Linked DNA regions of Mus musculus: region 1 is linked to region 2. A link is a contact called in public HiChIP or PLAC-seq data. All regions are on one chromosome and are shown on one strand. The core of a region is the stretch at or near the end of the contact, and the rest is flanking DNA. Distances in the headings are between cores, read along the strand shown. Region 1 overlaps Ext1 (exostosin glycosyltransferase 1). Region 2 holds the start of Med30 (mediator complex subunit 30).

Region 1 (6,335 bases), core at 281-2,780, 590 kb before region 2:
GAACTGGAGTTTACAGATGTTTGTGAGCTACCAGGTGTGTGCTGGGAATTACCTACTGAGCCATCTCTCCCGTGTGTTTGTGTTTTTAAGCTTTAACATGACAAACCATTTTCCCTCTGGAAGTTTTAAGTGGAATTTTTTTTACTATCTAAGGAATAACACTTTGAATTGCTTTTAAAGTTATGTCTTTTTATTTTACATGTATGAATTTGCCTGTACATTCATGTACCAAGCATACCACTTGTGTGCACTGCCCTTTGAGGCCAGTAGAGAGCTTCTAGTATCCTGGAATTGGAGTAACAGACAGTTGTAATCCACCATGTCCGTGCTGGGTCTTGAACTCAGGTCTTCTACAAGACCGCCAAGTATTCTTAGAGCTATCTCTCTTCTCTATACTTTCTGAGTTTTGAATCTCAGAAATCCCATTCAAAATATTTTCTCATTCGTCCTACTCAGTTTTTAAATGTGCAAAGTAAAAGTGATATCCTTTCTATTAATTTATCTTATGTGGGGATGGAATGGGTGTGTTATATGATGTATAAATCCTTTGTAAAGACAAACAGCTCTAATTATTGTGCATTTAAAATCATCAAATGTGTTTTGGCTGACCAACTTAACATGAAAGTGTCCTGCTTAGCAAGCCTCATTATAAATGATTGGCAGGCAGCTTAATCTTGAGGTTCAAGTTGTGACTGAAGTACTTTTCAAATTGTACCAGGACCAGGACATTCTTAGCCTGACAGAGGGGTGTCCTGAGGCAGCCATGGGGTATTTATATATTGTACGTTAGACATTGACCTTTTTAAAATTTGAGCATTTGGGTAAATAGCTTGGGTTGTTGAACTTTGTAGGATACAAAGTGTTTTTATGAGTATATAGAGAGACACTGATTCATAACTGATAGGCAATTTTATTAGCCCATTTTCTATGGGATGTATTTCTTTAACCCAAGAAAAATATCCGTCACCTCCCTGTTGGAAATCCTTCATTTTCAGGTCTTTCTTTGATGGAATCACTATCAAAGGAATCTCCCTTCCTCTTTTGGTTGAATATGCTTTTAATTTTGGAATGGGCTTTTTTAATTGTTAAGAATGAGCCAATTATAATACCTCAAACCATGGCGGAATGTGTTTTCTTTGCCATGCTCAGACTGGCTAGAGCCCCTTCACTAAATCCTACCAACAAAACACATCCAGTGTGTTTTAGAATGCGTGTTGTCAGGTCAGAGACCCGGAGCAAGGTTGAGGGAGGTAACTCACTCTCCGAGCCACTTAGCTACAGGGCACAAGTTGGTGGTGCTTCAGTGCCTGTTCAGGGCTTTCTCGTTTCAAACTCAGGCACCTCCTGTGCAAATCACATTGATGTTTGAGCAGCCATTTCCGTCTCTGCTTTTACTTTCTCATGATGTAAAGAAACAAAATGACACTAGGCAGAAACTTTGGAATAATAGAAAGCAGAGCTCTCTTCCTCAGACTGCTGTCCCTGGTGAAGAGTAGCAGACGTGTGCCAGAGGCTCTGCCACGTGATTCTGACCAGAAGCAGCTGGGCTAGGTGGTGTTTCAGCTTGTTCCTTGGCGTGTTGATGCAGCCCTTAATTGCTGAAAGTACAGACCTCTTTTTAACAGAATCTCCTTTAAGGGAAGGGCCGCGCTGCAGCATGACCCGGAAAATGGAGGCTTTTAAAGCAACAGGGAATGTAAATGGCCTTCCCCAACAGAGGCCACTCAGATTGGTTCCTCCAGCTGAGGAAACTTAAATGCTCGAGGAAGGCGAATGTCTGTCTTCCAAAACCACGGGGATCAATGTCCTAAGAGGGAAAGCGGGTAGCTTCAGGGTTTTTTATTTTTATTTTTTAAATTTATTATTTTGTGGGTTTGGATATTTTGCTTCCTAGTATGTCTGGGCGTTATGGGCCTGTAGTGCCCCTGAGAGCCATAAGAGGGGGTTGGATCCCCTGGGCCTAGAGGGTAACTCCTGGTAGTTGTGAGCCATGGTGTGGGTGTCAGTGATCTAACCTAGGTATTCTGGAAGAACAGGGAATGCTAATTAATTGCTAAGACATTTTCCCTGCCCCCGCCCCCCATAGCTGCAGCTTAAATCTTCTCAAGGTAGGGGCAGGTATTGCCAGCTCAGAGTGGCAGAGGAGATGTTCTCCGTAAGGGAAAGGGGGGGGGTGCGGGGAGGGAGGGGGCTAGAATGAGTTGTCAGAAGCTGGTGGTGTGGAATTGAATGACAGCCCCCCCAACTTCTAAGTTAGGGCCAACTGGTGCTTTTAAAAACAACCTTGGGCTAGACTCAGTCTGCAGGGTTTTTCTAGGCTCCATTCTTGATACCCACGAGTGGTATCCTACCACAGAAAATCTAAGAAAATTTATGTTATCTTTTCAACAAGAACATAACCTATAAGAAAAAAGAGAAAAAAGCCATTTATTTATAAATACTCAGGAATTACTTGTACATCTTGCAAAGTGTTGGAAGCTTTGTAATCTTGTGTGTGTGTGCGTGTGTGTATATGTGTGTGTGTGTTGAGTAGCCACTCCTGGTGACTCTGATGCTTGTGGGTATCTGCAGTGGTTCCCCAGGTCTGCATGTGCTAGAGTCATAAATGCAGGGCTGTAGAGCTGTGTTCTTTATGGAACCATATTTTAGTCCCAGCATTCTTTTGGATTAGAGTGCAAGTTTTTAAATCCGTGGAACAGTTAGTAGGCTACACAGGCTCTATGCATTGAGGTTTTCCCTCTGTTTTATCATACTTTTCAACCAGGTGCCAGTCAACGAAACAGAAACATGCCGAGTATTATGGGATTAAAGGATTTATTATAGAAATTGGCCCTTCCTCAAATATGAGAGATGCTAGGGGAAGCGAAGGTGCTGCGGGGGAGTGAGAGGATTAAAGGAAAGTTCACGTGAAGCCCTGGAGTAGGGGTGGGCAGGTCAGAAGTGGAGGCTGCTGAGTGGACCACAGGGGATGGGTACACAAAATCTCTGAAGTCTGTTGTGTCTCCTCTGTGCAGTTCTCAGCATGTGGCCTAAGCCAGGCAGTTGCTGATGGGCTGAGCCTCTGCCCATCAGCTGGGCCCTTAGACTGGAAGGTGAGAACAGAAGAAAGGAAGAGCAGGCTGGCAGCTGCAGTCGCCTTCCGCAGGCTCACCTGCATCTTGTGGGGAGGTGGGGAGGCGGGCATAGCCTTACTTTCCCTTTGCAAATCATAGGAGGGCAAAGTTCAATACCGCGTAACCTATGGCTTAGAAGAACCATGCCCTTCAAACTACCCCTGAGAGCTGTTGGCTCTGTCTCCTGGCCTCACTAAAAATAATTAACTGTTCTTAAACTTAGGAGTGAAATAACAGATTTTTTTGACTGCTGGACAGGCCACATTAGGCACTTTTCTGTGAATTTGCCCTGGACAGGCCACGGGAGGCTCTTTTCTGTGACTCTGCCCTGGACAGGCCACAGGAGGCTCTTTTCTGTGACTCTGCCCTGGACAGGCCACAGGAGGCATTTTTCTGTGAATTTGCCCTGGACAGGCCACAGGAGGCACTTTTCTGTTTAGGAACCACCTAGGCGTTCCTCCTAGCATCTTATCAGCTGATCATATGCACATCGAGATTAACGATTTTCATCTGACTTTCTTCCTGGAAAAATTGGGTCTGGAGGATTGTAGAAATAAAGAAGCAAAACTGGATAGAGAAACTTTGGAGTGTGGACTGACAGGAGCTTAGTTCAACTTTGCCTTGAGTTAAAAATAAGGAAATACACAGATAAACACAGACACACAGTCTCTCTTTCTCTCAGCACCCCCATCATATGGATTCATTTATCTATGGTTATATCTAGTGATGCATTTATCTGAGTTTATATTCACTGCAATTATCCAATCTGTTTCAATGGGAATTTTATGAGTATTTAACTTACGAGTAATTAAAAAATATTCTGTATCAGATAGTTGAGAAATCTTTCCAAAGATGGTCTAGTTGCCGAAATTGCCAGTCTTTGTCTTTCCAGCACATAAGAAACTCAAAAAGCAGCCTTAACATGGCTTTGCCTCTTTCCCATCAGTTGGTGTAAAAATTGGCTTTTCTCTGTTTGAGGAGATGCTGGGATAAATGTAAGCTCCCGGTACCTAATTTGCCACCCCATTACCTGACCACAGTGTTGCCAGAGAGGTTCAATCTCTGCAGGAAAGGGAAGCATATTTGTAAGTCTGTGGCTGGAGCTGGCAGTGTTTGCCAAAGCAGAAGCTGCTCTTCGGTGATACTTCAACTTTTTATTGAAATATTGGCTACTTCTCCTCCTTGACTGGTAGCTCCGGTGGCTGCTGAACAAGATAAGGTAAATTGCTTTCAAACCATAGGGCATTAATTTGGAAGCCCGAGAGCAAGCGCAGAGAGGCAGGTTTTTCCTCCTCATTTCCTACAGCTGAAACTGAACAGTTTATCGCTGACTCCCAAGTTGGTGGATCCTCGTTAGTAAGCAAGTGTTCCTTGTCGTAAACACGACCACCGGCTTTCCTCCTTATGCAGTGTGTTGTCTGTGTCTGTGTCTGTATCTGTATGTGGACAGAGCAGAGAGTCGTGTGGTATCGCTATATCCCTATGAGGGTGTATCCTTCTGAAGCTATTAAATGACAGGCAGAGGTAGTCGTTTGAGTGGGTGCAGATCATTTAAAGATTTTAAGAGAGGAGATGTGAAGTGTTTTGGTGTGAATGTGTGTGCGCCTGTGTGAGTAGCATGAACTAGACTGGATAATTGTAGTACGCGTACACTCAGATAAAATGTTTTGGTGTGAATCTGAAATGGCCCCATAGGTTCGGCTTGTGCCTGAGTCCTTAGCTTGGGGAGTGGATTTGGAGGCTGTAGAGCCTTTAGAAGGAAGGACCTGGCTGGCGGGAGGCCATTAGGAGTAGGCCTTTGAAGGTTGTACATGCTTCTGGTTCTGGAATGTTCTTTCAGACTCGTGCTCTGGCCTATCAAACCATTCTGGAGAAACTGCTACCACACTCTCCCGACAATGGTCATGGCTGCCCCTAGTAGACTTTCATTACCATGATGCATGGAGTCTATTCTGAAACCATGAGCCAGGAGAAAGCTTTTATCTCCTACATTGCTTTTGTCATAGCGACAAGACAAACAATGAAAATGACCCCTAAGATGCTAGTTATTCACATCCTTGATGCTTTGCTGCCCCAGGCCAAGCATCCCCCGTGGGAAGACTATGTTGAGACAGAATCATTGCTATGTAGCTCTGACTAGCCTTAAACTTACAATGGATACACCGACTCTGGCCTCTGAACCTTGCTGATCATCTTACCTCAACCTCTTAGGTGCTGATCTTGCCTTAGAGAGGCACCATTACTGGCTTGGAAGATTACCTTTTTAAGGACTGCAGGAAACTGGTCATGACCCAGGTATATCTATATAAGGAATGGGTACTGAGCATTCAAGAATCCATAGATCTCATTTCTTAGTTCAGTGGATGCTTATGGAGAACCTGTTAGGCACTGAGCATTAAGCTGGGCACTGAGGATACAGTGGTAAGGTAAATAGCTGCCCTGTTGGAGCTTATCATAGACTAGCTGGGGAAGAGACAATAAGCAAACAAGTATTTCAGTAAACATATACATTAACTATGGCAGATGCTTTGAAGGGGAGATGGACCATGGGAAGACTGGAATAAGAAAGTGTGCGTGATATGGCAGGTGTTCAGGGGAGAGATACTCTGGGGAAGGGTCATTCTGCCTGCTCTTCAAGTCTTTGATACCATACCCTGAATTCTGCATGCTGTCTTCAGAAAGGAGAGCATCTCTGATGGTGGCCCTGCCCTGACTCTGATCTTGGGAAACAAAGTCACATCACCATGGCCATTTATTAACAGGACCTAGTTGGCTTTCTTTCTGAGGAACATGATGTCTTCCCGTGTTCTTGAACTTTGCCTGCCAAAACCTAGCAGGCCCTGCATTCCCAGCCTAAGGTTGGGAGCACACAAAGTTCTCCGAAAGCTCCTGTGCCTTAGGAGCACCCTTGACAAATGGTGCCCTGATTCTATCCCCGTCTAGTTAGAGTGCTTGCTGAAGAGGAAAAGCTTCCTGCCTGCCTGAGCCACCCTCCCAGCACTTTTCCTGACTTCCTCACAGACAGCCACCTGAGGCGAGTGACAGAGCCAGTTTCTTCCTCATTCAGGGTGATGACTTTACTCTGAAAGCTCCAGTTTCAAACTTGCCCACCCATGTGAAAGGCCAAGGGACAAAGCTCAGGGGGACTGATAGTTTTGGGAGATAGGGCCAAGTATGCAGGGAATATTTGCTCTTCCTGGAAACTGGATTTCACAAGTCCAT
Region 2 (6,653 bases), core at 3,406-5,905:
GTATGTGGAAAAATAAACAAACAATACTTATTCTGAAATGAAAATATAAACACATCGGAAAAACTCAGCGAGTATTTGAGAATAAGGCATCAGAGAGAGCATCAAAGACAGCAGCTATGGGGAAAGAAGCAACAGCCAAGGTAGAACATCTGTAATAAGCTGTAACTGGACCAGCAGACGGGTGAGGTGAGCTTTCATTCTTCCTTTTATTCTTTACGCTTCTCTCATACAACACATCCACATGGTCTAACAGGTTACAACCAGACTAGGCACAAACCCTCACATCAAGCCTGGACAAGGCAGACCAGTTAGAGGAAATGGGTCCCAAGAGCAGGAAACAGAATCAGAGACAACCCTACTCCCATTGTTAGGAGACTTACCAACATCCCAAGCTTAACAACCACAACATGTATGCAGAGGACCTAGCATAGACCCGTGGTTCCTGCTTCAGACTCCGTGAGCCCCTGTGAGCCTGCTCAATGGAAGTTAGCTATTTCTAAAAGTTCCTCACTGGGTGCAGCTGCACCTGTGTGTGAGACTTTATCATTTGTTCCAGCATAAGAGTAAGAACTTTAAAGCACTCTGACTACTGTACTTCCTTGCAGTGGAATACTACAAAGGTAAAGAAAGAAAGGAAGAAAGAAAGAAAGAAAGAAAGAAAGAGAGAGAGAGAGAGAAAGAGAGAGAGAGAAAGAAAGAAAAGGTGTACGTTCTATACACATATGAATAAATTCCAAAGTCTATCCAATGAAAAAGACAAAGTACAAAGTAGTATGCATATCATACTGTTATCTGTGCAAAAATGAGGGATAAGACAAAATATACCCAGATTTGATTAAATACGCAAAGAGAATTTGGAAAAGAACTATAAACAGTGGTTAGAATCATTAACAAGCACTGCTTACAGACAGGGATTAGGTCCTAGCAGACAGGGAATAGAAAGGAAAACATTCTTTGCAGTTTTTTATTATTTCTAAATTACGAATATATTATGCAGTCAAAATATGAAATAAAAGATTAAAAGGATAACCAACAGAGTCAAAGCAATCCCATTTTCTACAGGGAATCTTAATCTGGTACTCAGGGGTATTTGGGGGACATATTTCTTAACACCTTGAATACTTTTCTTTCAAAATGTTTGCTAATTTCTTTCTCCTAAGGAAAGTCTACAGTTTTCCGACTCTTGAGCTAATACACAAAGAATGTTTTTTTCTCAAAGAAATGCTTAGAAGTAACTGTACCAGTGTGTAATTACGCATTTTCACGGACTAATGCAGACGATTTGAAATCTGGGTATTTTAAACAGCATGGGTAGTCCCGTCCCCCCTGCTGGGAGCTGGGTTAGATCCTCACTGGGCCAGAGGATGCCAGAAACTGTGGTATGATGTCCCTGTTCGTAGGGTTTGCCCCTAGGTATACAGGCAGAGTACAAGATTAATAGAAATGAAGCAACAACGATAACAGTGCGCTGTAATGAAAGCTCCGTACAAACAAAAGCTAAGTGCAAGCTGCATTCCTCTTCTGAAAATATCCACTTAAATATCCCTATGAACCATGAATAATAGAAATTGGATAAGCAGCCTATGGTTAATTGAACACTCATGTTGTTCACAGTTAAGAAAGTCTATTTGTATCATCGCTTTTGACTTTTTGGAACTTGAAAGCTGTTGTGGCTTTTTAGAGCCATTGTAAGATCCCCCAAGGAGTCAGAGATGAGTTTGGGCACTAACTGAAAGGCAGACAGGTAACTTGCAGCCCTTACAAACCAGTTAGAAAAACAGATCTACCTGGAGCTCGGTTATGGGCCGGGACTTTCAGAAAGTCTCTTTCTTGCAGGTGATGGACTTGAATCCTATCTGTTACTAAAAGAGATGGTTTAACAACAACTTAACGATGCAACAACAGGTTATTATAGTCATCTGTGACGGTGGGTGGTCCACTTATTCTCTCTTTGATCCTCAGTTTCCTTAACTGTAAAATAGGAATAAAAAAAATACCTCTTGAAATTGTTCTTACAATTATGTACCCGACCAAGAAGAGTAATTGGCGAGGGTTTAGTGTCTGTGACCATACCTGCTTCTACACACTCTAACCCAGCTGCTGGCACAGGGCAGGCTTAAATATAAGAAACACAGTGCCCGCTGAATTCGGAGACATCATACAATCCACACTCTAGACATTTCGTTATGAATCCATTCACTTGAAACTGCCAAAGAATTTCAAACTTCTCTTTTGAGTCCACTTATCATGGTACTATCTTTGTGTAACATTTCACACTGAGTTACTGATAGAGTGCTAAGAGAGTCCCACAAAACAGAAACACGTTTATAAAAATCGAAGAAGAAAATCTCAATTATCTTTTCTTAAGGCAAACAAAAGCCATAAAATACTCTTTAGGGCACTGTACTGGCTAGTTTTGTGTCAACTTGATACAGCTGGAGTTATCACAGAGAAAGGATCTTCGGTTGAGGAAATGCCTCCATGAGATCCAACTGTAAGGCATTTTCTCAATTAGTGATCAAGGGGGAAAGGCCCCTTGTGGGTGGGACCATCTCTGGGCTGGTAGTCTTGGTTCTATAAGAGAGCAGGCTGAGCAAGCCAGGTGAGGCAAGCCAGTAAGTAACATCCCTCCGTGGCCTCTACATCAGCTCCTGCTTCCTGACCTGCTTGAGTTCCAGTCCTGACTTCCTTTGGTGATGAACAGCAGCATGGAAGTGTAAGCTGAATAAACCCTTTCCTCCCCAACTTGCTTCTTGGTCATGATGTTTGTGCAGGAATAGAAACCCTGACTAAGACAGGCACCCATAGAAGTAAAAGATGTTAACAGGCTCCAGATATGGCATCAATTATACTATGCTGAGTAGCTTTGGGGCAGTCAGTTTACTTCGCTGACCCACAGGCTCCTCAGGAGTAGAACAAAGATGCTTTCTGCATCTTGTAATGTGAGGATAAGCAAGCTCTAAGAACGACTAACAAATGGTACTGTCACAATCTGGAGCCAAAAGATGAACTTAGACCCAAACGGATTGCCCATATCATCCCTTCAGAATCTAGCCAGGAGATAAACACAAGGAGAGATTCAAAGAGCAAAACTTCCACAGGAAACATCCATTGCTTTTTAAATTTTAAGTTTGATACCAAAAGCAAGAACTATGGATGAACAAATCAACAAGTAGGATGCCCTCAAAATGATAAACCCTCTGCTCCTCAAGAAGAAAAGAAATGAGTGGCCGACTTAAGTACCTGGGAAAGTAAAGAGAGACAACAGTAACAAATGACGATAAAGCAGAGGTAAACAAGGACCCTCAGAGATGGAGATTCAAATAGATCAGACACATTAAAAAAATTACACACACACACACACACACACATACATACATAATTCAGCTATTCCACTCTGAAATCAACTGAAACACATTCCCATACAAAAAAATCCATTAAAAAATTTTTGTCATTATTTACAAATTCGTTCATACAGATGAACGAATGCAAAGGCTGCCACGTAGTCACTCAACAAATTAGCAAGAGAAAAAAATAACATAAGTATATGCTGAAAGAACCTGGACCAATAGAGCTCACATGCTATGTGATTCTTATCACATACAACTGGAAAAACACTAACACTGGCTCCCTGGGGATGGAGGCAAACATGCCACGGGATGCAAGGAAACTTCTTGGATAACACTTGTTTTCACTCTTGCAACTATGATAAGGTCACAAGTATATTCCTAAACATATGCCATAACTTTACATTTGCACAGCTTACTGTAGTCTAGTTAAGTCTAGAAAGGGGTTACACTATTGTCTGAATTCTTCAGCTTCGGGGCATCTCCTTCAGGAGAAATTTTGCTCTAAAATTTTTAAAGTAATTTTAAAAAGCAAGTACAGCGTGATCCATTTGAACTTTGAAAAGCACGATGGGGTTGGGGGACAGATATGCTTGTGACACTTCTAGCGGTAATGAGCATAGCTAGTATAGGAGTCGCCTGGGGTGGGGGAGAGACGCATGCTGGGTAACAGTTCTGGGGAAAATAGGGGTGACCATGTCTGGAATCGCTCATGTCAGATGGCAGACTCATGCTGGGGACATTGGCATAACGGGGTGTCCACCCGTCGTAACCCTGAGCAAGAGATAGATGCACGGTGGGGACTTTGGGTATAAGGGGGTGTGTCCATGCCTGAGGGTTTTCCAGGGCGTGAGACAGACACATACTGGGAACCAAGGGTGTAAAGCAGGATGGCCAGCCTGAGGTCTTCCAGGTATGGGGTAAGGAGGAGGTGGGACCTCCACACCTGCGGCCTCTCAGGGCAAGGGGATACACGCTGAGGACCTGGGGTGTAGAGGCGACCCGGCCACCCTGAGGTCGCCCGCGGAGGCCCGCTTTCACCAGCTCTGTCACCCCAGGCGCCCACCTGCATGTTCCTGAGCAGCTGGAAGATCTCCATGGTGCGGTACACGATGTCCTGCACGGTCTCCTGCCCGATGCGGCACAGCGTGGCCGTGTTGACCTCGCGCGCGGCCTGCTGAGCCTGCGGGCCGCCGAAGGGCCCGGACGCCATGCCCGTGGGCGCCAGCGGAGGGGTGGACATGGCACCCCCGGCGGCTCGGGTCCGGCGCGAGCCCACTCGGCCGATTTCAAAAAAGCGGCGCCACTTCCGCCCGCCGCGATGCAAGCGCTGTACCGGAAGACTGGCGCCTCGCGGAGCCTGACGCGATTGGGCTCCGCAGTTGGGAACGGTAAGACAGACAGGAAATTACCCAATCAGAAGTAGAGTTCTGCCCAGGGGGCGGTACCAGTGATAGATGGGGTGGGCTTTCCCAGAGTTCTGTCTGTGCCCTAAGTTGTGTGTCTGGCTGGTTCTCTGCTTCTGTTGGGTTCTTGCAGAGCATTCTTTCTCATAACAAACCTATGAGACATGTCTAATTACAGATAGGATGCAGGTTCAGAGGGCTTGAACTAGTTGTTGCACTGGCAATCTTCTGTTCAAAGTCAGAAAACATGATTTCTGTTCTTGTACGCTTCTGGGTAACAAGAAACCCACCACCAGGATTGCTTTTGTTCCCTGTTTGAGTATTTTCCAAGTTCCTCTAAGTAATACACCTGTAGACATGCACTACTTTCTGATTGTGAAACTCCAGTAATAATCCCTCCCCAATGTACATCTGAAATTGCAGCCCCAGATACTTCTCTGCATTTCCCATACATGTCTACAAAATATTAATATGTAAATTAGACACAGTAAGACATTAATGGTAATGTAAATATAGCAATATATTACAGTTACTCCTAACTTGACTGTGCTAACTATTCCTAACTATGCTGTGCCCAGGATAGAAATAGCATAGTAAAAAGTTCAGTAGAAGCTGCCCTCATAGAGAATAAACATTAATTACTGTGATGACTGTGTTAGGATGAGAGCCCAAGGTCCTGACGTCAGGGTGCTCTTTAGTGGACCTTGTACAAGATGAAGGGAGTAAATCTGGGTCTTAAAAATAGATGAAAATGGAGCACTAATTACACCCAAATTGTAGCTTTGGAGACCCAGAAGCCATCACCAACACTTGAGGGAATGCTTTTATTATGGTGAGTATTGGGAAATATGATAGAAGACAGGTAAACAATGGAGGATCTAAAACCATGTAAGGACACTCTGACTGAGCGACAAAGCACATCATAGAAGTGTTTCAAGGAGACAGATCTAAACGTGAAATCTTCAGGACAGATTTAACTGGCTGTTCAGTGGAGAGAGGCTGGTGAATGGTGAGTGCTGCTTCCCTCCTCTTGAAGTTATTGATGCAGATGATCTGAATTAGTGAAGGACTCAGTGGGCGACTTGTTAGCGAAAATCTACAGAACCTGATGTTGTTATAGATGGGTGCATCTGGAGAAGAAGGAATAAAGAGAGCACCTACTTGTGACCTGAATAAATGGTGGAGCTTCTGCCATATCCAAAGAGAGGGAAGAAAAATCAAATTTCAAAGAAGCAGTTCATTCTGTTGTTTTCCTAATGCCTTGATAAAGCATTACCCCAAACTAACATTTTTAGAGCTCAGACACCCAAACCAACTTCAAGGTGGTGGCATGGCTGTGTTCTTTTCTAAACTACCAGGGACTTTCCAATATCTTGTCTTTTCCAGTTTCTAAGGGCTACATGCATTCTGGGTCTTACAGTTCCTTATTAGCTCAAAATGGATTTCTACCATATTTGAGGTCACCATACATTGCTACAAAAAGAGGAATTAGTCTTTGACCAACATTTATGAGAATGGAAAAAAATAGATCAAAACCATTTCCCCCTCAAGGTTCTCTTACAGTGAGTGCTACCTCTGCTTTTTTTCTGCTTCTCCCTTCTCCAGTCAAGGATCTTATGTTTGTGTTAAAATGACCCAAATAATTCAGGCTACCTTCTGATTTTAAGGTTAGATGTCCTGCAACTTCAGTTCTATTTACTACTTTAATCTCCAGCCTCCTTGTCATGTAATACATATTCACAGCTTCAGAGGATTGGGAGGTAAAAATTTTGGGGAAAGTGGCTGTGGTGGTTTGAATATGCTAGGCCCATAGGAAGAGGCACTATTAGGTGTGGCTTTGTTGGAGTAGGCGTGGCCTTGCTAGAGAAAATGAGGCACTATGAGCTTTGAAGTCCTATGC

Evidence for each region. HiChIP or PLAC-seq counts read pairs in DNA pulled down with a chosen protein or histone mark.
Region 1: an H3K4me3 HiChIP or PLAC-seq map of embryonic limb bud shows a contact between it and region 2, with 4 times the contacts expected there. The contact joins the enhancer-like site here to the promoter of Med30 in region 2. A contact is called at or near these places in 6 of 39 promoter capture datasets (the 3T3-L1 cell line, the C10 cell line, liver and 2 more) and 4 of 115 datasets of contacts at active chromatin or transcription factors (astrocytes, embryonic limb bud, forebrain and 1 more).

What each region holds. Positions count from the first base shown.
Region 1 is chr15:53,294,571-53,300,905 of GRCm38.p6, reverse strand. The region is part of intron 1 of Ext1 (exostosin glycosyltransferase 1); the gene reads left to right. Among named protein-coding and RNA genes, the nearest start is that of Ext1, 48 kb to the left of the region's middle. Within about 2 kb of position 1,530, at least 43 of the 459 cell types and tissues checked have an H3K27ac peak or open chromatin away from gene starts, as enhancers often do. A contact at or near this core is called in embryonic limb bud, where this site is marked.
Region 2 is chr15:52,710,447-52,717,099 of GRCm38.p6, reverse strand. Med30 (mediator complex subunit 30) reads right to left here and starts at 4,655. Exons shown (of 4, transcript NM_027212.2): 1 at 4,414-4,655. The coding sequence starts at 4,590.